Linked DNA regions of Oryctolagus cuniculus: region 1 is linked to region 2. The links are chromatin contacts, called in public Hi-C maps. All regions are on one chromosome and are shown on one strand. Each heading gives the region's core, a stretch centred on a gene start, on an enhancer-like site or on the middle of the called end of the contact. The rest is flanking DNA. Distances are from core to core; before and after follow the strand shown.

Region 1 (7,100 bases), core at 4,334-6,833, 99 kb before region 2:
CACTGTGGTCTGGCCACGCCACCGGACTCTCCCGGAGACCTCGGTCCTCGGGGCCCTGTGGCGTCCACGCGCCTCTCTGTTCGGGGTGGGGATGGCGCCCTCTGGTGGGCAGCTCTCCAAAACGTGATGATTTTTCCCCGGGCCTGCCTCGTTCGGGGACCAGCCGGGTTGTTCTGTACTACAGCGCCACCTGCTGTGCACGGGCGGCACGGGCGGGGAGTAGAACTGGGAGAGGGGCTTCCTGGCTTCGGGCCTCGTGCTGGTCATGAGGCAGCTACCCACACGCTTCCCTGCTGCCCAGGCGGGAGGGCCCTGGCCCCGGCACGTGCAGCCGGCCGGGTCTCGCTCAGGCCTTGGGGCCCCGGGCTGGCTGCGGGCCGTGGGACTCTGGCCTCCCTGGGGCTCAGGGTTCTTCCTGTTCACCTGTCACCTGGCGCGCACACAGCGTCACTGTACAGGTGAGGAAACAGGCGTGCAAGGGCACGATGAGGGGCTTAGAGGCCAGGCGGTGCTCAAACACCCCAGCACAGGCTCCCCTCCCAGCACACGCTGCGGGGTGGGCATCAACCCTTTTACCTACCCCCACCCCACCCCACCCCAGCAGTTCTCTGCAGTGAGAGTGGAGAACCGGAACTGGCAGCAGCCCTCAGCCCCTCTGCTGCCCACCTGCTGCCCACCTTGCCCTGAAGGGCTGGGAGGGGCTTGGGGGTGGGCGGAGGTGTGGGGGTGGGGAGAACAGTCTCAGGATGGAAAATGTGAACTGGGCTCAGCGGCCCTTCCCCCCAAGCACAAGCCACCAGGCTGCACTGCTTGGTCCCCGCCCCGCCCCACGCCCTCCCCGCGCACACAAGAATAGCTCATATTTATCGGCCATCTGTACCATGCCGGCGTCCTACTCGGATGATTCCATTCGTCTCTATTTATTGTTTGTCCTCTGTGCCCCGGGCAGGACTACCTCACCTGCGGCCGCCCCAGGGGAGCTCGGGGTCGGCACATGAGGCTGACCAGCTCCCCCCAGCGCCAGCAGGCTCGGGGCAAAAGTACAAGTAGAGGCCTCCTACCATATGTCTAAATATTTAAAAGGTATAAACCAAGACAGCAGCTGTTAAATAAAATGTTTTATTCTCCTACTTGGACAAATGGACCTGGGGGGCCAGGTTTCAATTTATACTTCTTTGACCCACCCAAGTTCCCCGTGTGAACGTGGGGGCGGGAGAGGAGCTGGCCCTGACCCTCCTCCTGCTCCCCCCCCACCCTCAGAGCCACCAGGAGAGGCTCTCGGGCTCACACGTGGCCACGCCAGTCCACGCGTGAAACCTACCCTTCTCCCCTGCAGCCGCTGGGCCACCCCCGGCCGCACAACCTACCATGTCCTCGGGGATTCTGGGTCCTGCGTACCGCGAGCTTGGCCTAAAGGGAAGGGCCTGGTGTGCAGAGGGGCCCCAGGGACTCTTCACCCGTGCCGGGGAGCCGCAGACAGAGACGATCCAGGCCGGGCCTGTTGGAACAGGGACCCAGGCGGGAACCGCTGCTGCCAGGTCTCCAAGATGCCTCCATTACCTGCGTCTGCAGTGGGGCCCTGAGGGTATGTCACAGGCTGGTGACTGTCCCCCAGGCACCCAGGGTGCCCACAGCAGCCACACTGACGCAAAGCAGTAAGGAGTGTACCGTCAACCAGCCCAGGAATTACGGGGAGGATGCCGGGGTGGCGGGGACTGCATGTGCAAGGGCCCTGGGGCAGAAGGAGCATGGGGAGAACTAAGCCTGAGAGCATGGAGCCCGCGGCCCAGAGGGCCTGGGGCTGAGGGGCAGCTGGACAGCTGACCAGGGACAGGGACGCCGGGCCCTCCAGAGCACATGAAGTGCGGGCCTGTGACCAAGGACACTGGGTCACCAAGGAAATGGGCTGAAGGCTCCCAAGCAGGGGTCTTGAGAACGTCACATCCCCTCCCCCACCACAGACTCCCGACTGCCAAGCTGCAGGAGCCGAACTACAGAACAGCAGGCAGAGAAGTTCTAGAATCATTGCATTTTCAAAAAGATTGTTTCATTTTATTTTATTTGAAATACAAAGTTACACAGATACCAAGAGATCTGTCTGCAGGTTCACTCCCCAGATGGCCACAACAGCCGGGGCTGAACCAGGCCAAAGCTTCATCCATGTCTCCTGCGTGGGGGCAGGGGCTCAAGTACTTGGGCCATCTTCCACTGCCTTCCCTGGCACTTCAGCAAGGAGCCAGATTGGACACGGAACAGCCAAGACTCAAATTGGCACCCATATAGGATGGTGGCATTGCAGGCGGCAACTTTACCCACTACGCCACACCACTGGCCCCGAATCGTCCCCTTTTGTCCCCAGGAGGCGATTCAGAAGTCCTTTGTCACCAGTGAGGACACGGGGACTCAGTGGTGAGCGCTGCAGGGTGCACTGGGTGTGGGGGCTGCGCTGGGCTTTGTCTGGACGGCACCTGCCCCGGAAGCTGCATCTGACTGGGGGACCCAATCAGGGGCTCAGGTTCTTCCCCGGGGCGCCAGCAAGGAGCTGCATAGGAAGCGGAGTAGCTGGGACTCGAACCAGCGCTCCGACCTGGGATGAGGGCGCCCAAGCAGCCGCTTAACCACTGCGCCCCACCACCAGCCCCAGGCTCACTCTGAGGCCCAAGGCTGATGCTATGCCCACCCTGCTTACAACCTTCCCACTCAGCCTTGGGGGGGACCACGTGGACTGCCCGGTCTGCAGTGTGACAGTGGCTCCGTGCTGGGCCTGGAACTGGCCAGGCCAGATTCAAACCCAAGCTCCACAGTGCCCTGCGGGAAGATTCCAGTCACTGGTTCCTCGTCTGTGTCCTGGCTTCTTCATCTGGAGGATGGGGATGCGACAGCAGTGCCAGCCTCCTCGTGCGGCTGCGGAGATGACCGGGCTAACCCTTGCCGCGCTCTGAGAGGTCTGGCCCGAGCACACACTCAGTAAACACCTGCCGGGCCCTGTGCCTCACTCGCTCTCGGGCCTTCTGTGCTGGCCCCCGGTCAGCTTCTCAGGGCCTGTGCCCATGCCTGCCTTGTTCCTACAGAGAGAGCTGGGGCAACTATGTGTGCTTGGCCGGCAACTTCAGCTATGCACACCTGCCTAGAGAGCTCTAGAGTTCCCATGATTAGTAAGGGAGACCCGTGCCGCACGCACGGCCCAGAGCCAGGCTCGCGAGCCGGGCACAGAAAGGGCAGGGAGGAACCCCGGGAGTGCAGCCAGGGGGCCTGGTGGGCAGGACCTGGCTTGAGACCCTCTGCTTGTAGAGTTTAGGAGCAATCTCTCCATGACGTCAGCCCAGTGGTGGCATGGGGTGGGGCAGCGGGGACAGGAGGGCACCCACTGGGATTAGCACAAGCAGCCCTGCCCGGGGGACACCCTGTGCTGCCTGAGGGCAGGCGTCCTCCTGCACCTGCCTCCAGGGAGGGCCCGGGAGATGGCAGACTGGTGCTCACTCGGGCAGAAGATGCCAGGCCATGCAGGGCTTCTTGTCCTGCTGGGACGGTGGACTTCATTTTTGAAAAAGCATTTGAGAGAGAGAGAGACAGATAGAGAGATCTCCCATCTGTTGCTTCACTCCCTAAATGCCTGCAGCAGCCAGGGCTCGGCCAGGCCAAAGCTGGGACCTAGGAACTCAGTGTAACTCCCCACGTGGAGAGCCAATCACGCGAGCCATCACGGCCGCCTGGCAGGGTGTGCATGAGCAGGAAGCTGGAGTCAGGAGGCAGAGCCAGGATTCAAATGCAAGCACCCAATGTGGGATGCAGGCGTCCTAACCAGCGTCTCAGACCAGACACCTGCCCGTGACCTTTCTCCTCCTTCTCCTTCCCCTTCCCCTTCCCCTCCTCCTCCTCCTCCTCCTCCTTCTCCTTCTTGTTTATTTTATTTGAAAGGCAGAGTTATAGAAAGAAGGAGCGGCAGAGAGAGCTCTTCCATCCACTGGTTCACTCCCCAAATGGCCACAATGGCCAGGGCTGGTCAGGCCGAAGCCAGGAGCTTCCTCCAGGTCTCCTACATGGGTGCAGGGGCCCAAGGACTTGTGCCATCTTCCACTGCTTTCCTACGCCATAGCAGGGAGCTGGATCGGAAGTGGAGCAGCTGGGACTCGGAACTGGGACCTTTGAGGATGCCAGTGATGCAGGTGGAGGCTTAACCCGCTCATAGGCACTGTGCCACTGCGCTGGCCCCTGAACTTCATTCTTTATGGCCCATGGGACAGAATGAATAATTGGTAGAGAGGGGTCCCGTGTGCCCATCACCCACTTCCCCCAGGGGTGACATCTTACATAACTCCAGTGCGTTAGCAAAACCAGGGAAGTGACTGGCAGGCGCTGACCACAGCTGCCGGACTGCGGCCCTCACCTGATCTTGCCATTCTGCACGCACCCATGTTTCGGTCATCTTTGTGCACAACTCCCTGGCACTTTATCACAGGTGCACAGCTGCACTTTATCACAGGTGCACAGCCGCAGTCAAGGCACAGAACGGCTCAATCAGCTCTATGGTCTGGGGAGGGTGTTTGATACAGCTGTTAGGACGCTCCCGAGGTTCATGTCAGAGGGCCCAGGTTCAGGTCCCAGCTCAGCCCCCAGCGCTAGCTTCTTGCGGAAGCAGATTCTGGGAGACAGGAAGTAGTGGCTCAAGCAGCTGGGTCCCTGCCACCCATGAGGCTGGCTCCTGGCTTTGACCTGGCCCAAACCCGACTATTGCAGGTATTTGAGGAATGAACAGTAGATAGGAGAACTCTGTCCTGTCTCTCTGCCCTTCAAATAGATAAACAAACAAACATTAGAAAAATGGGGCCCAGTGTAGTGGCACAGTGGGTTACACTGCCACCTGCAACACCAACATCTCCTATGAGTCCTTGGGCCCCTGCACCCACATGGGAGACCCGGAGGAAGCTCCTGGCAGGCCCCCCCCCCCCCCCCCCCCCCGCTCCGCCCCGCAACCTTGCGTTTCTCCCATCGCCGCGATTTTTACCTGGGGACTGTAATACACGTGGACTCACACAAGGGGGAGCTCTTCCAGCCATCCTGTCCCTCTCCGCTTCGTGCCGCCAGATCCATTCAAGTGGCCGCGGGTACCAGTCCTACTGAGTAGTATTCCACAGCTACGCTTTTAAAGAGGGTCTCTCGGCTGCAGGGAAGGATGGAGAGCAATGAGGAAACTTCTAGTATCCACAGACGCATCCCAGCCAGACCTCATGCCATGTCTGCTCAGCCTGGAGCTGGCCCTGATTTTAGGCCTGCTGTGTGAGCATCTGCCAGAGATATTGGAGTGCTGGAAGCAGAGCTGCCAGCAGGGGGTGCTAAATGCCTATTGCCCAAGGGGTGATTCCAACTGGGCACAGGAGGAGGCTTAGCATGAGCTCTGGGCCTTTGTGCAAGTGGGCCAAGAAAACTCCGGCTTGTCTCCCTCTCGACCTCAACCCACAGGTTCGCATCCAGCCCTGAGCTCCAAGGCTGGGAGATGAGGCTGATGATGTAGCCCCCCGGGGAGAGGCAGGGTGAGTCCTGGAGGAGGTGGGCTGGGTGGGCAGAGAGAAGCCCATTAGCTTCCCTGAGCTCAGGCTACAGGGCTGGGCTTCAGCACCTCTGCCTGCCCATCCTCCCCACTCCAAAAACTACTGCCCTTCCCCAGCCTGCTTCTTCCACACCTGGAGCCTTAGGCTTTGCCCCTGTGTTCTACATCCCCTGTCAGTCTCCTCCCTGCCTGCAAGTCACCACCCTGTGCCCTGCAGCCATGTGGTTTTAGCACCAGTCACAGGTGCAGGCTGGGCACTTACTGTGTTGGCTTCTGCCACTGCAGGGGAGCCAGGCCAACATTCCCAGGGGCCCAGGAGTCAGCCGCCTCTGGTTCCTCTGCCGGGTGGTGGGCACCCTCCTCAGACGTGCACCTGCACCCCTCACCATCGGAATCCAGCCCACTCTCTCTGCACCATTTTTTTTTAATTTTTGACAGGCAGAGTTGACAGTGAGAGAGAGAGACAGAGAGAAAGGTCTTCCTTTGCCGTTGGTTCACCCTCCAATGGCTGCTGCGGCCGGCGCGCTGCGGCTGGTGCACCACGCTGATCCGAAGGCAGGAGCCAGGTGCTTCTCCTGGTCTCCCATGGGGTGCAGGGCCCAAGCACTTGGGCCATCCTCCACTGCCTTCCCGGGCCACAGCAGAGAGCTGGCCTGAAAGAGGGGCAACCAGGACAGAATCCGGCGCCCCGACCGGGACTAGAACCCAGTGTGCCGGCGCCGCAAGGTGGAGGATTAGCCTAGTGAGCGGTGGCGCCGGCCTCTCTGCCATTTTTACCCCATCTCCAGCTCCCTGGCCCCTGGCTCCTAGCTACCCACTCACTCACTGGTGCTCAGCCTCCCTGGGTGTCTCTCTCACCAGCACCTGCAGGTCGCCACCTCCACATCCTTGTGCAAGGTGTCCCCCCGTGCCAGCTGACCTCCCCCTGTTCTCTGCCACCAGCCCCACTCCTCCAGGAAGCTGTCAGTGCACAGCACGGAGCGGCCTTTTAAAAATGTGAGTCTCAGCCTCTGTGTCCCCAAATGTGTGTGTTGTGTGCACTTTGAATAGACTCTCCCCGTGCGGCCCTGCCAAAGAAAGCCGAGCGCACTTAGCACCTGCCTGGAAATCTTCTCCTTCGTGCCCGGGTGCCCACAGCCTGGCTCTCAGGAGGGCCCAGCGAAGACTTTTTCTTTTTTTTTTTTAAGATTTATTTACTTATTTGAAAGTCAGAGTTACACAGAGAGAGGAGAGGCAGAGAGACAGAGAGAGGTCTTCCATCTGATGGTTCACAATGGCCACAATGGCCGGAGCTGCACCGATCAGAAGCCAGGAGCCAGGAGCTTCTTCCAGGTCTCCCCTGTGGGTGCAGGGGCCCAGGACTTGGGCCATCTTCTGCTTTCCCAGGCCATAGTAGAGAGCTGAATGGGAAGTGGAGCAGCCGGGTCTTGATGCTGGCGCTTCAAGCCAGGGTGTTAACCAACCCACTGCGCCACAGCGCCAGTCCCCACAAAGACTTTTTTTTTCAACATTTCTTTCTTCCTTTTCTTTCTGTCTCTCTCCCTTTCTTTCT
Region 2 (6,262 bases), core at 464-2,963:
GGGCACGCTGGGCGCTATGGGGAGCAGCAGACACAAGCGCTGCTGCTCCCCGGGCCAGTGTCGGCGTCCAGCCCGCCGGCCCCCTGGAAACACTCCGCTGCCCCGTCACAGGGCACTGCCAGCTCCACGTTGCACTCTGATGAGCTCAAAGCACTTTCCCCGCAGCCCTCCAGGAGGCGAGCCAGTGGGCCTGCATGGTGCAGGCAGGCAAGGGGGTGGGGCAGAGGGCCTCGGCTCCACTCGGGCACGTGACTCCTCAAACCTCTTCCAGATTTTCCCACGAGCACCCCTTCCCCACCGCCCCAGCCACGCTTCTGGGGGAGCTGCTCAGGACTCATGTAGCATTAAATCAACTGTGAATTGTTGGGGGCAGGCACTGAGACTCCTCAGGAGAAACATGTCCGCGCTCGCCATGGTGGCCTCTGTCCAGCTGTTCCCCCAGGGCCAGCCAGCTCCCAGGGAGGGGCCCCGCCCCCAGCACATGAGGAACTGCAGCCTTGGTACTGTGGAGTTCGGGGTGGAGAGAATTTGCAAGCAATAAAGTTTGGGGTGATGTGTTCCTAGCCATGGTTGTTTCTTCTGCCCTGCCTCACTCCCCTCCCAACCCTACCTGCCGCCTGCTGCATGGGGACTTTTCAGGTTTCCCCTTGTTTGGGGCCAGGGCTACTTTCGGTCTGAGTGAGGCTGCTTTTCCTGCCACTCCTGGTGGGCGCTCCCAGTCCCACCTGGGGGCCATCATTCAGCCCAGCTGGGCAAGATGCCCACCCAGTGGCAGCAGGGAGGTTCCTGGCCAGCCACTGCCTGGCTGAGAGGAGGGGAAGGCGGGCGCCAAGGCCTGTGCCCCGTGCTGTCCCTGCTTTGGAGCACTCAGGACCACCGACAGTAAGCAAGGGGACAGGGTGCTGGGCGAGTGGTGCCACTTGGGACGTGTGTCCCTTCTCAGAGCGCCTGCTTCCCATCCAGCTTCCTGCTGATGTGAACCCTGGGAGGCAGCAGCTCAAGTACTTGAGTTCCTGCCCCCCGCCCCCCCCCCCCACGTGGGAGTTCCCGGCTCCTGGCTTCAGCCTGGCCCAGCCTGGCTGTTGTGGGCATTTGGGGAGCACACCAACAAATGGAATATCCCTCTCTGTCCCCCTAACACCCTCTTCTGTCTTTCAAAGAAGTTGAAAATATATTTAAAAAGGAGCTAGAGTCCTGGGCCCTGACCAGGCAGGATAAACAGGTAAGTAGTAGCACATGTCCTCCACCCCCCTCCTGCCCTGTGGCCTAACATCCAGGGAGTTGAACTGGTGCTGCCTCCTGAGAGCCTGCACGGAGCAGAGGTGACCCTGGGTGCCAGGGCACGTGGGGCGCCTTGTGTAACCTGGCTCCGCACCCCGTAAAGCTGTGCACCGGTATGTGCGTGCAGCTACAGGGCCCGGCCCCCGGCTCCCAGAGTGGGTACAAAGCGCCCTGCAGAGCCGGGCTTAGCCGCGCTGCGCCCACCATCCGAGGTCTTCGCAGAGGGACTGTGGCCACGGGCCGGGCCACCTTCACTAGGGGGCTCCCTCGGCCAAACCCACGGTGCTCCCCGGAGACCTGAGGACTAGCCCCTGCTCCGCAGCGGGATGTCACAGGGGCCGGCCCCCTTTGAGTCTCCAGCGCCCTCCACCCTGCAGCCTACGGGGGGCGCAGTGCAGGCGGAGGCGTCGTTGTGGGGACGTCACAGAGGCGGGGGGGGGGGGGGGTATCACAGGCGCCGGCACCTCAGCATCTCCAGCGCCCTCCACTAAGGCAAACAGCGCACTGGAGGCGGAGGGGCAGCAGCCACCTGACCGCTCCCCGCCTCCCCGACAGAGCCTCGGTCAGCATGGGGGCGACAGGTGGGAGCGGGCTTGGCGCCGGGGATCGGCGGGGGCGGGAGGGAAAGGGAAAGTGAGGGAGCAAGGCTCCGCCCCCGCTCACAAACCCGAGCCCCAGGGAGGGAAGTGCTGCCCAGCCAGGCCCCGCGGGGTGCAGCCTCGGCCCAGGAGCAGCGCCTTGCGGAAGGGATCCCCGGTCTAGGGAGAGAGCAGAGGGCTTGTGCCTAGGCTACCACTCGTGAACTCTCAAACAAGATAATCCCAACGGCACGCCCGCTGCCCCTGTTGGACCCGCGGAGCTGGAGCGGAGAGGAGCTGTCTCCAACACAAGTGTGTCCAGCTCCTGGGGGCTTGTACTGCTCTGCGGAGCTCCACTCCCCCTGGAACGGACCTTTCTTCCCTCCCAGGAGGACGTGGGCCAGCGCACAAACGTGCGGAGAATCAGTAACCAGAGAGCCCCTCCCCACGTTCCCCAACCCGAGGGCTAACGAGCTGACGCAGGCAACGTAGATCACCCGTGCGGCACCTAGCGGGCACCTTTCAGAGCGGCCGCGGTGTCGGAAGGGTGGGCGGACCCTGGCTTGTCCCAGAGAGCCTGTCTTGGGACAGCTGGGTTGGGCTTTCCAGCACGAATTGAATTTTGCCGGAGGGGCTTTGAGCTTAAGAACAGCTGCGCAAACCGGGCAGTTGGAGCGTGGGGCGAGGCAGCTGGATGCCAAGGGAGGAAAGCAGGCAGAGGCTGGATCACTGGGCATGACCCAGGGCAGAGGTGAGGCAGCAGGCTCGCTCTGGGGTCTGTGAGGGGCCCTGGTGAGAGGGCAATGTAGTTGCTGTGGTCCCACTGGAGACCTAAAGAAATGAACTAGTTGAAGGTGTTGCTATAGAACCCCTACCTGCGGGTCTGCTCGCCGGACGGGCAGAAAGCCGATCGCTGACACGGGGTGATGGAAGAAAGGTGTTTATTGCACAGTGCAGAGCACGGAGCCCGGCAGCTGCTGCTTACTTCCCTGGGTCCCCAAGAGGCAGGGATGCAGGTTCTAGATTGGAGTTGGGGCTGAGAGGTGCATGGTCAGCTCGTGTTCAAGTTCCTGGTTGGCCAGTGGTGCTCACTAAAGAGTGATGCCATGTTCTTTAGGGAAATTTTGATGGCCAGGTGGGCTTCGGTTGGTGTGGGGGTTACATGTAAGTGGGAGTCGCCTTCCACCCCAGACCTGAAATCTCCCAGCCCACACCTGGAATTCCCCTACCCAAACCCCTCTGGACCACACTGGCCAGCAGGATTTTATCTTATCAGAGAAGCAAAGGACTTCTTTAACCCAGTGATTCGAACCTTGTAGGGCCAGCTGTGCCACCCCCTTAATTCAGTGAATCCCTTCTGGTAAAGGACAGGCAAGGACACCTTGGGCTGAGGGAGACGAGAGGCTGGCCTTGCCTTTCCCTTAGAGGGTTCCGTCTCACATGTAAGAGCACAGGGGTTAGCACCTGGTGTGGAGCCAGCCACACCTGTGTTCAGGCCATGTGCTGCCCTCAACAGCCGTGTGAACGTGTGTATGCCCCTTGTCGTGGCCATAACATCACAGGGGCTGGGGCCCCCGCATCTTCCAGGCGTGAGGCACTTAGCACCTGTGTCCATCCCTGAACCCTCGGCCCCCAGCGCAGATCTCTGCTGGCTCTGGTTCTGAGAGATGAGGAAAGAGGCAATGGGAACGGGACAGGGATGCGTCCAAGGTCAGCATCACAGGGAGACTCAGCCGAGCTCGGCTTCTCATCTGGCTGCCAGAGTCAAGGGTGAATGGGGGGGGGGGGGGGGGGGCCTGTGTCACTGCATGAGAGGCTGCAAATAAAGACAGGGGGCGCCAGAGTCTGCCTGCACAGTGTGAGCTTGGGGCAGGAAACGGGGAACTCATTTCTTGGCAAGGATGTTTGCTGAGCACCCACCTGGGGATGCGAGGTTCAGAGGGAGCAGCACACAAACCCCGCTAGGGTCTATCTGAGGCCCAGATGGAGGCTGCAGGGGCAGGCGGGGGCAGCCCTGACCCCTCGCAGTGGGCTGGGAACCAAGGGCATCCGTAGAGAAGAGACGGCTCACTTTCCACAAGGGATGAGCAGGTGAACCTGAAGTCTTCTTAGGGAAAAGCGTGCACGCAGTGACTGGAGTTCGGGTCCAGAGCACAGGGGCAATTCCAGCAAGGAACAGAGATTTGAGAGGCTCCCAGGGCCTCAGCCATAGGCCTGAGCGTGATGTGGGGGCAGGGACTGCGTTCAGCAATGCATCCTCCGCCCCCTGCTCCCTGCCTGGCCAGGAGCTCAAAATTTTCTTGTAACTTTATCACAGAAATACACGCAGGTGGTTCAACCCTACTGAAGAGCTTGTCCAGGGAGGAAAAGAACCGGCCCCACCACACCTCTGTCTCCATCCTCCAAGCAACCACGGTTGTGCGACCTGAGCTGTTTTGCTGCCTGGTTGCCTTCTTCTCTCTACAAGCTTGCAGGCTACGTCTTGGTTTCTTAGCTCCAGATATTACCAATTTCCTGCTCTACAGGCACTGTAGTGCCCCATGCTCTCAATTGGTTTTAGATTTGCTGATTCCTTTGTAGAATTAATATATACTTAGATTTCATTTTTTAAAAATTTATTTACAGCTGGCGCTGCGGCTCACTAGGCTAATCCTCCGCCTTGCAGCGCCGGCACACCGGGTTCTAGTCCCGGTCGGGGCGCCGGATTCTGTCCCGGTTGCCCCTCTTCCAGGCCAGCTATCTGCTGTGGCCCGGGAGTGCAGTGGAGGATGGCCCAGGTGCTTGGGCCCTACACCCCATGGGAGACCAGGAGAAACACCTGGCTCCTGCCATCGGATCAGCGCGGTGGGCCGGCCGCGGCGGCCATTGGAGGGTGAACCAATGGCAAAGGAAGACCTTTCTCTCTGTCTCTCTCTCTCACTGTCCACTCTGCCTGTCAAAAAAAATTTTTTATTTATGTGGGGATAGGCATTGTGGCACAGCAGGTTAGCACGCTGCTTGGGATGCTGCGATCCCATATTCGAGTGCCTGGGTTTGAGTCCCACCTCCACTTCCCACCCAGCTTCCTGCAAAATGTGCATCCTGGGAGACAGCAGATCATAGCCCAATTACCTGGGTCCCTGCCACCCATGTGGGGAAGTCCTGGGTCCTGGCTTTGGCCTGTCAGCTGTTGCAAACATTTGAGGAGTAAACCAGCAGTTTGAAGATATCCCCTCCCCCCTCCCATAAATAAACTTTTTTAAAATTTTGAGAATCAGGCAGGCAGACAGAGAGCTCTCTCATCTGCTGGTTCACTCCCCAAATGCCCACACAGCCAGGACTGGGCCAGGTCCAAAGGCAAGAGCTGGAAACACAATCTAGGTTTCCCACGTGGGTCGTGGGGACGTAAGTACTTAAGTCATTACTGCTGACTCCTGGAGGCTGCAGTAATAGGAAGTTGGACTCAGGAGCACAGCCAGGTGTGGACCAGATACTCTGATGTGGGACACAGGCATCTTACCAGGCTCAACACCCACCCCAGTGGACTCACGTGTTTGTTTGTTCGTCAACTTAAGACAGAATCTCTTGGCATCCCACAAAGTTAGACAATATTTTAGTGCCCCTCCCCTTCCACCCCTCCCTTCAACTTCACCTGTCTGCCATCCACCTCCCAAGAACTCCAACCTGTGTTTTTGTTTTTGTTTTTTTTTTAAGTATTTATTTGAGAAACAGAGACAGAGAAAGAGGGCTCCACCCACTGGTTGACTCCCAACATGTGCACCAAAGGCTTGGAGTGGACCAGTTTCTTTTTTAATATCAAGATGAGTAACACTTACATTGACTCCTCATGGCTCCCACATACTTTGTGTATATGTATCTATATATTCATTCTAAAAATTGGAAGTTAGTGAGCAAGGTTTACATTGTAGCTATTTACTATTTACTGCAGTCGGGAAAGATACCACAGTTACCTTTTCTTGCCTACACAGCTTTTTGTTTTCCTAAAGTTTCCGGTTGCCTTTTTCTTATACCCCAGTTTTCTCATAGTCTCAGTTTTCTGCAGCCTCTGCATTTAACCAGCTATTCTAGCAGGTTTTCTTTCAGCAGACCTACCCTGCAGGGTCTGCACCAAGCTGAACTCATTGCGAGCCTCTGTACGGCTAACCTGGAATGTAACTGCTTTCTTGGGCTGGACACATTATTTTCTTCCTGGCTCTTATATTTTACACCTCCATGTTGTTCCAGCTCATCCTCAACTAACTTTATTTTTTTAAGATTTATTTTTTTATTTATTTGAAAGAGTTACAGAGAGAGGTAGAGACAGAGAGAGAGGTCTTCCATACACTGGTTCGCTCTCCAGGTGGCCGCAACAGCCGGAACTGTGCCAATCCGAAGCCAGGAGCTTCTTCCAAGTACCCATGTGG

What was found. Hi-C and Micro-C count contacts between places; a contact is called where the count stands out from the background.
Region 1: a contact with region 2 is called in a Hi-C map of psoas muscle, with 8 times the contacts expected there. The contact joins the enhancer-like site here to the promoter of SPATA32 in region 2. A contact is called at or near these places in 4 of 6 Hi-C or Micro-C datasets (ear pinna, psoas muscle, skin fibroblasts and 1 more).

The regions. Positions count from the first base shown.
Region 1 is chr17:18,561,609-18,568,708 of mOryCun1.1, reverse strand. It overlaps LOC103351585 (a long non-coding RNA gene), which reads right to left. Exons shown (of 4, transcript XR_007911546.2): 3 at 5,006-5,161; 4 at 715-2,904. It overlaps ARHGAP27 (Rho GTPase activating protein 27), which reads left to right. Exons shown (of 17, transcript XM_070060594.1): 17 at 1-1,130. Among named protein-coding and RNA genes, the nearest start is that of ARHGAP27, 34 kb to the left of the region's middle. Within about 2 kb of position 5,583, at least 1 of the 8 cell types and tissues checked has an H3K27ac peak or open chromatin away from gene starts, as enhancers often do.
Region 2 is chr17:18,459,391-18,465,652 of mOryCun1.1, reverse strand. It overlaps SPATA32 (spermatogenesis associated 32), which reads left to right and starts at 1,713. Exons shown (of 5, transcript XM_008271596.4): 1 at 1,713-1,862. The coding sequence starts at 1,850. It overlaps MAP3K14 (mitogen-activated protein kinase kinase kinase 14), which reads left to right. Exons shown (of 16, transcript XM_008271593.4): 16 at 1-563.